2 separate regions of the Sus scrofa genome follow, and region 1 is linked to region 2. Evidence: chromatin contacts called from public HiChIP or PLAC-seq data. All regions are on one chromosome and are shown on one strand. Each heading gives the region's core, a stretch centred on a gene start, on an enhancer-like site or on the middle of the called end of the contact. The rest is flanking DNA. Distances are from core to core; before and after follow the strand shown. Region 1 overlaps SLC38A10 (putative sodium-coupled neutral amino acid transporter 10). Region 2 overlaps BAHCC1 (BAH and coiled-coil domain-containing protein 1).

Region 1 (4,337 bases), core at 1,701-4,200, 120 kb after region 2:
GCCTCGCTGCCGCCATCCTCTCTGGCCTGAAAACGTCTCCAGACTCCCAGGGCTTTTTCCTTTGAGGCCCCGGGAGAGGCTCGGGAGCAGTTGCCGGCTCGAGGGCCGCAGGCTCGGGTGGGGACACAGGCCCGGTGCGGGGTGAGGCCTTACCAGGCGGCTCCTGGCCCCTCGCCGTCCTCCGTCGCACCGGTCGCTTGGACCCCCTGGGTCCCTGCTCCCCGCGGCTGTCCCAGGGGGCCTGGAGGTGCCTGGGTGCGGCGGCCCCAGGCCCCGCTCGCAGGAAGCTCACGGCCCCGCCGCTCTGGTCCGCAGTGGAGACGGTGCTGGGCCTCACGGGCGCCACGATGGGAAGCCTCATCTGCTTCATCTGCCCGGCTCTCATCTACAAGAAGATCCACAAGAACGCGCTGCCCTCCCAGGTGCGTCCGCGCCGCGCTCGGCCCCTCGGGGAGAGGAGGCCGTGGTCGCTCTCTCTCAGCGCCGAGGAGGTGGCCCGTGGGGCTGGGGAGGTGGGAGTGAGCCGGGGGAGCAGCCGGCGGCCCGGGGCCGCCGAGCCCCGCACCTGCGCGTCCAGCCCTGAAGCGCTTCTCCCTGCGGTCCTTACGGCGACCGGTCTCCGCCCGGCCTCGACTCCATCCTCCCGAGGTCGCCCCCCGCCCCCGTCTCACTCGGGGCTGCCTTGTGGGCCTCACCTCTCCCGTCCTCCCCCGTTAGAGCAAAACCAGCAGCTCGTCCGCGTTTGAGAAGGTGTCTGCAGGATCTGGGGACGGGGTCCCTGTGTCGAAGCGGGGGGCCTTCTCCCCGGAGCCGGCGGGCAGGTTGGCGCCGTGGCCCCGCAGCCCAGCTCGGCCTCGCCCCTCCGTCCACCCGCGGGTGGTGGCGTCTCTCCTTCGGTGCACGGGCTGTGCTCTCGGTTGTCGGGCGTTTTCTGAGGTTCCGGGGACAGGTTAGGAGTCTGGGGTGCACACGGCAAAGCGCGTTGCTCGCACGTGCGGCTCCGTCGTGTTTGCGAAGTGAGCGGAGCCAGGGCCGGGCTGGAACATCCCAGCGCCTGCCCCCGGCCCTGGCGCCCCGCCGTCTCTCCTCCACGAGGGTTGCTGCTTGGTGTCTTGTGACGTTTTGGAGTAAGTTTGTCTGCCTTTCACGTCGGCATAAACGGAGGCCCACGGTTAGTGCAGGCGGGCGGGTGGGTGGGCGTCTGGCCTCCTTACTCGGCGTCACGCCCGAGATCCCCGCGTCGCTGCCGCTGTCGCTGCCGGGGGCCCTGCCCTGGGACACCCCGCCCTGTGAACTGCCGTCGCCGGAGCCCCGCGGCTGCCCGGGCTGCCTGCCGCTGCACCGGGTGCCTGCACTTTTGTCGGAGGTTCACTTCGGTGCGGACGTGGTGGCCCGGGGGTTACGTCTGTCTGGTGTCAGTGCACTTGGCCAGACTCTCTCTGGCTTTGCAGAGTGGTCCTCAGGCTCCATCTCGGAGCGCCGGGGGCTGTGGCGTCTCTCGTCCGGGTTTCAGCTTCTGGCCTTTCCGACGGATGCTCAGCGGAACCTCCTTTGGGTTTTAATCCGCAGCCCCCACGCGACTAACGATGCGGAACACGCTTTCACACACTCAGTAGCCCCGTGGCTGTCGTCTTTGCAGATACCTTTCAGTTTTTGCCCTTTTTTTTTTTTTTTTTTTGCTTTTTAGGGCCATACCTGCGTCATGTGGAGACGCCCAGGCTAGGGGTCAAATCGGAGCTACAGCTGCCGGCCTACGCCACAGTCACAGCTGCAGCAGCATCGGATCCGAGCCGCATCTTCAACCTGTTCCACAGCCCACGGCAACGCCAGATCCTCAACTCTCTGAGCGAGGCCAGAGGTTGAACCCGCAGCCTCATCGATACTAGTTGGAGTCCTTTCTGCGGTGCCACAACGGGAACTCCGCCCATTTTTTAAATCCATCGTGTTATTTGCTTTTGTCTTACCGATTTATGGAGGGTTTTTTTGTTTTTTTGCCATGCCTGCAGCATGCGTAAGTTCCCGAGCCAGTTATTGAAGCCATACCACAGCAGGATCCCAAACTGCGGCAGTAGCAACCCTGGATCCTTAAGCCCCTGCACCACAGGAGGACTCCTTGTTGAGGTTTTTTTAAAAACTGTATAAGACTTTTTTCAAGGAGTTCCCACTGTGGCTCAGCGGTAACAAACCCAACTAGTGTCCATGAGGACACAGGTTCGATCCCTGGCCTCGCTCAGTGGGTTAAGGCTCTGGCGTTGCTGTGAGCTGTGGTGTAGGTCGAAGACGTGGCTCAGAACCGGCATGGGTGTGGCTGTGGTGGAGGCCGGCAGCCGCAGCTCTGATTCGACCCCTGGCTTGGGAACTTCCATATGCTGCAGGTGCAGCCCTACGGAGACCAAAAGAAAAAGACTTTTTTCAGAAATATATAGTACAAATGTTTTTTTTTCACTCTTGGCTGCTTTTTCACTTTCTTAACAATACCTTTTGATCAACAGGTGTTTGTGGTTTTTTAAACGTGGTTCGGCTTTTGAGTCTTTTTTTTGCAGTGTGCTTTTTATGCACCATGTAAGAAAATGTTGCTCCTTGAGGGTCTTTAGTCAGTCTCGTCCGTCCCTTTGTAGAAGCCTCTTTAGTTTCACTCTCTCGTTTAGATCTGGGCCCCGTCTGGGATGCTTGGTGTGGGGCAGGGATCAGGGTTTGTGTCCCTGTGGCTCTCCAGCTCAGCAGCACCCTCCTCGTCCCAGCGTGGCCATGGCCCGTGGTCGTTGGTGTCCCGCGCATGTGCGAGGCTGGGCACCCTGCCCCGGTCTGTAGGTGTCTCCGGCAGCACGGCTTCCCCGTGTGGTTGCTGAGGCCTGGTGGTGCGTCTCGAGGCCAGCGCCGTGGTCTCCTCAGGACGGACTCGCCTGTCGGCTCTTGGCATCTCCAGCTCAGCCTTGGAACTGGCTTCTCAGCTTCCCCCAGACCAGGCTGCTGGCCTTCGGCCGGGGCTGCATCCCGCTGTAGATCGCAGACGTGGCCTTATTCCATTCGCAGCCTTTCCCCTAATTTCCTTCCTACCTCTTCTTTCACCAGCGGCTGCTTTAGATTTCCAAACCTTGGGGGGTTTTCGAGTGATGCGTTTTACTGATTGGACAAAACGGGCTGAAGGACTTGAGCCTGACGCTCCCTGGCACTGGCTTTGCCGCCCAGCCTGTGCCCACAGCTGTCGAGTGGGCCGCCTGGTCTGCAGTTGTCAGACGAGTTAGATCGAGTTGCTGGCTGATTTGAGTATATTCTGTTTTATCTCACTGGGCCACAACCACGGCACATGGACGTTCTGGGCCAGGGATCTAACACACGTTGCAGCCGTGGCAGTGCCCGATCGTTAACCGCTGTGCCACAAGCGGACTTCCTGATTTTTGGGTTTTCCGCATTTTGACTGATTTTTTTAATCTTCCTGTGTATCAGTCATGAGAAAGGTGTGACAGTTCCCACTGTAATTATAGGTTTGTCCGTTTGCCCTTCCGTTCTGTCAGTGTTTGCTTTTTGTCCTTGAGCTGTGTTGTTAGGAGCATGCAGTTCTAAGGCGATTTTCTGTGATTAAAAGGACCCTTCTTCAGAGTTCCCTCCTGGCACAGTGGATTAAGGAGGAGGGTCCCTGCTGTGGCATGGGTTCGATACCTGGCCCAGGACCTTCCACATGCCACAGGTGCAGCCAGAATAAATAAGTAAAAAAGTAAATAAACAAGATGCTCACTTCCTGTGAAAGTGTCTCTTCCATCTTTTGCGATGCTTCCCTCCTTAGAGTCGGCCGTGTCTGACGTGGTCTCGCTAACCCGCCGCGTTGGCTGTGTTTGGGGTTTGTGTCCCCACAGGGTTTTTGTCATCCTTTCTCTTTCGAGCTCTCTCTGTCTTTATATATATATATATTTTTTTTTGTTTTGTTTTTTTGTTTTTCATCTTTTTGCTATTTCTTGGGCCGCTCCCGCGGCACATGGAGCTTCCCAGGCTAGGGGTCTAATTGGAGCTGCAGCCACCGGCCTCCGCCACAGCCACAGCCACGCCAGATCCGAGCCGCATCTGCAACCTACACCACAGCTCACGGCAACGCTGGATCCTTCACCCACGGAGCAAGGCCAGGGATTGAACTCGTGTTCTTATGGTTCCCAGTCAGATTCGTTAACCACTGCGCCACGACGGGGAGCTCCCTAAGGTGTGTCTTAAGTAGGAGCAGAGAGTTGGCTTTTGTTTTGATTTAGTCTGTTAGCAGGGGTGTTTCAGAGTATTTACAGGTAATGAAATTATTGATTGGGGGATTAAAGCTTCCATCTTTTTGTTTTTTATTTGTCTCGTTTTTT
Region 2 (4,089 bases), core at 1,122-3,621:
CTCTGGGGAGGGGCCCGGGGCTCAGAGGTCACACCTACTGCATCTGAGAACGCCCCCCCATCCTGCGCCCACGCTGAGTTACCGGAAGACTTAACCCAATCCTGTGACAAAAGCGACAACGGGGCGGGGTGGGGGGGTCCCGTCACGGCACAGCAGAAACGAATCTGACGAGGAACCACGAGGTCGCGGGTTCGATCCCTGGCCTCGCTCAGGGGGTTGAGGATCCGGCGTGGCTGTGGCTGTGGTGGAGGCCAGCGGCTACAGCTCCGATTAGACCCCCAGCCTGGGAACCTCCACATGCTGTGGGAGCGGCCCTAAAAAAAAAAATCGAAAGTGGAAGTGGGATGTAAGAGGTCGAGGCCCCTCCCGGCATCCCCCGGGCCCCCAGGGGCCACATCCCGGAAGGTCGGGGTGTTGGTGGGAAGTGTGCTGAGCGGGCAGGGGGAGCGGGGTCAGTGGAGGCTGCCAGAGGTCAGGGTCCGAAGGACAGAGGGGTGAGGAGGGCGGGGGCAGTTCGCGGGGGGGGGGGGGAGGGGGCCTGAGAAGGGGTGGCTGCCCGGGAGGACCCAAGGCCCGCGGCAGGTCTCTCAGCTGGGGGGGAGGGCACCCCGAGGCCACCCTCCTCTCCCGCCAGTCAGCTCGGCCCCACCCACCTGTGCAGCCCTCACCTGCCCTGGGCTCCACGCCTCCCCAGCAGCCCAAGGTGCCCCAGGGCACCCACCCCCCTGGCAAGTCCTGCGGGGATCCCGGCCAGCCCCGGATGGGGGGGTCAGAGGACCCCCCACCGCAGGGTCCCTCCAGACCGCCACCCCCAGGCCCGCGGAGCTCAGTGTAGACACTGCAGGCTCAGCAAACTCTTCCAGGGCCTGGGGCTCAGGGTTGAGATCAGCCCACGCCGCTAGTACATGCCCCAGGTCCCCGCAGGCTACCCGCACGCCCATGGGGGCAAGGCCTTCCACGATGGACGGCCCCGGCTCCCTGCACTGCCTTGACAAAGACGGCCACCTCCCTGGAAGCTTGAGTTGCTAGAAAGTTCTCCCCACCACCGAGCCTGAAGCCGCGGCGGCTGGGGGCTGAGGGGGCTCCCCACCACGTGCCTGGCTGAGCGCCGACCCCTGGGGCCAGTCATCGTGGGTGAGCTCCACGGAACCTGGGTCGAAGGGTCCCCAAGCGCCTCCCTCTGGTGGGGGACCAGGACCCCTCCCGTCTCCTCTGGGTCCGGCGCACCTGCCCGGGCTCCGACGGAGCCACCAGACCAGCTCACCCCACCCACGTCCCGCAGCCCTGACGGCTCCCGCCCTCGCTCTGCCTACAAGCCTCCTCTGCAGAGCCCTAGCCAACAGCTCAGAAGCCTGGCCCACTCTCACGGGTTGGTTTTTTATTATTATTATTTTAGGGCTGCACCCAGGGCATGTGGAGCTTCCCAGGCTAGGGGTCGAATCAGAGCTACAGCTGCCGGCCTACCCAGCTGGCGTAGGTTCACGGCAACACCGGATCCTTCACCCACTGAGCGAGGCCAGAGCTCGAACCCACAGCCTCATGGTTCCTCGTCGGATTCGTTTCCGCTGTGCCACATCGGGAACTCCCTACTCCTAACATTTTGAAAGCTACGACATGTGCCAGGCTGGAGGTCCGGACCCAGCGCCCAACCCCGACTGGGTGCTGGCTCTCTCCCACGTGACACCCCTCCCACTCAGGGTGCCAGCGGGTTGAAGTGTGGTGCACCAGTCTGCTGCGTGACAGTGACTGCCCAGGACGGCGGGCTAGGAAGGATTCTGAAGCAGCATCCCCGTGCAGCGTGGGAAGGGCGGCAATCGACGAATCCGGTCGGCCCCGGGTCCAGGAGGGGCCCTGGCGGCGAGGTGGGAGGACACTTGCCGCCACCCCTGCTCTGGCATGTGAAGGGAGTGACCCTGGCACAGCCCCTCTCCACACCCTCACTGATTCTTGCCAAATACTCTGCCTCTGTCCACAAGCCCCTCAGGCTCGCACACGGGCTCAGCACCCTGGGGTGTCGAGGCTCTGCTTCCAAGTCCAGGTCCCAAGATCCACCGCCCTGGGCTTTGGCGGGGGGGAGCCCAGAGAGACCCCCTTCTTGGGCTGGAGGCGGCTTCGGGAGTGCCCAGCAGGGGGCTGGGTCGGGGGGGCCTGGGTGCCCACCCCACGCACACACTGACCCCCAGCCACACGGGTTCGGGGCCTGGCAGCCTCGGTCTGTTCCCAGGCCGAGGGGAGCGGCTCAGAGCCGGGGGAAGGTGCCAGCCTCCGCGGGCGCCTCTGGAACAAAAGCAGCAGGCAGCCAGCCCAGGAGCCAGGAGCTCATGGACAGTCCCGGGCTCTTGGCCTGTGCTCCGCAGAGAGGAGCCGGGCTCAGGCCCCATGAGCAGGCAGGCAGGCTCGGCAGAGGCCCCTTGGAAGGTGCGCGGCCTGTGAGTGGGGAGGGCTGGGGCGACAGGCCTGAAGCCGGGGGAGATGACGACAATCTCAGAGCCTGGCGCTGGGAACAAGCTGGCGTGACCCCCAAACCCTCACCAACACCCCCCACAGCAGCTCTGACTGCCAGGGAGCTCGGCTGGAGGGAAGCCTGGGCCAGCCCTGCCTGGACCTCTTGCCCTGGCTCCCCGCCCTGCCTTCCTGTGGGCTCCAAGCCCCTTCCTGTCCCCCAGGGGCATCTGACATGTGCTTGGCGGATCCCGGGGGCCTGGGGCCACGGAAACGATGCCAGCCAGCCCCACGCCCAGGTGTGAACCTGAGAGGTGCGTCTGCCCAGGCAGCGACGCCACCCCGAACCCCGGTCAGACCAAGGGCTGCCCATACCCCTGCTGCCAAGGTCGGCCCAGGGCGACACACAGCTCCCCGGCCCAGCCGCGGACAGGTGCTGCAGGAGACACGCAAGGACAGCGCGGCCCCTGGAGGCCACGTCTCTGATGAGGATGTGCCTGAGGTGAGGGCGCTGAGGGGCCGAGGTCGCCAGGAGGGCGCAGGGAGGGCTGGCCACGCGAAGCCGGCGAAGGCTCTGGAGGGCATCAGAGGTCCACACAGAACCGGCCTCCTTCTGGCTCTGACGAGCCGGCTGGAGGGATCCTGTCTGCCCCGGCTGCTCCGCGCCCCCACATCTGGATCTCGAGAGCTCGGGCCCTCCCCCCACGCGGTCCCCGGACGTCAGAGGAGCCAGCGGCTCCCACGGACCCAGCCCCTCCCCTCTGGCACCGGCAGGGACCCGGAGGCAGGGGAGGGGTGCTGCCTAGTGCGGGGGCGGAGTCAGAGGCCATCCTGGCCACACCAAGAGGACCGAGGCCGGGAGAAGGGCAAAGGGACCAGGTCCAGGCAGGGGCCTGCCTCGGAGAAGCGCAGGTGACGGCCCTCCAGACGGCAGCCATGGGGGCCTCTGAGGCCACGAGGAGGTGGTGACCTCGGTCCCTCCCACAGACATGCTCCCAGAAGCCCTGGTGGGCCCCGGGGTCCCCGAGGGACAGAGGGACAGCAGGGAGTCAGCCCCTGCCCCACGGGAGGTCTCCCTCCAAGCCCCGGATGGAGAAGTGGCGCTCTGCCAGAGACCGGCCAGGCCGAGAGCCAGCACCGGCACACGTGCCCACTGCCGCCCCAGGCGCCCCCTCCAGGCGGCACGAGAGACCGCGAGCAGCGCAGGCCGAGGGGGAGCAGGAGCTCCGGCCCCCCAGGACAGGATCCCCTTTCATGGCCCTGTGGGTGGTCCCCCCAGGCAGCTGGGGGTGGGGGAGGGAAGGAGGGGGGCAGGCTGGCTGACAATAGGCCCAGCTGTGCTGCACCCCTGCCCCCGCTGCTGGGACCCACCCGGGGCAGGCTGGCTGGACGCTGCCTCACCCCTGCCTGGGGCCAGATCCGCCGCCCACCCTCACCCTGGGCCCCAGAAGGGAAAGTCCAGGCCCTGGGGAGACCCCTCATTGGGCGAGCCTGGGGGGCCAGGAGGTCCAGGGGCGGACAGACCAGCTCGGCCCCCCCCAGCCAGATGTTCCAGGGCGGCTCCCCTGCACCCCAGCTGCTCCCTCGAGGAAGCAGGAAGCCCTGGTCCCTGCTCTGGAAGCTGCCCCACAGATGGCGGGACAGAGA

Evidence for each region. HiChIP or PLAC-seq counts read pairs in DNA pulled down with a chosen protein or histone mark.
Region 1: a contact with region 2 is called in an H3K27ac HiChIP or PLAC-seq map of skeletal muscle. The contact joins two enhancer-like sites.

Annotation. Positions count from the first base shown.
Region 1 is chr12:1,493,846-1,498,182 of Sscrofa11.1, forward strand. SLC38A10 (putative sodium-coupled neutral amino acid transporter 10) reads left to right here. Exons shown (of 18, transcript XM_005668573.2): 10 at 316-422. Among named protein-coding and RNA genes, the nearest start is that of SLC38A10, 15 kb to the left of the region's middle. Within about 2 kb of position 2,951, at least 5 of the 83 cell types and tissues checked have an H3K27ac peak or open chromatin away from gene starts, as enhancers often do. A contact at or near this core is called in skeletal muscle, where this site is marked.
Region 2 is chr12:1,378,395-1,382,483 of Sscrofa11.1, forward strand. The region is part of intron 2 of BAHCC1 (BAH and coiled-coil domain-containing protein 1); the gene reads right to left. Among named protein-coding and RNA genes, the nearest start is that of BAHCC1, 26 kb to the right of the region's middle. Within about 2 kb of position 2,372, at least 6 of the 83 cell types and tissues checked have an H3K27ac peak or open chromatin away from gene starts, as enhancers often do. A contact at or near this core is called in skeletal muscle, where this site is marked.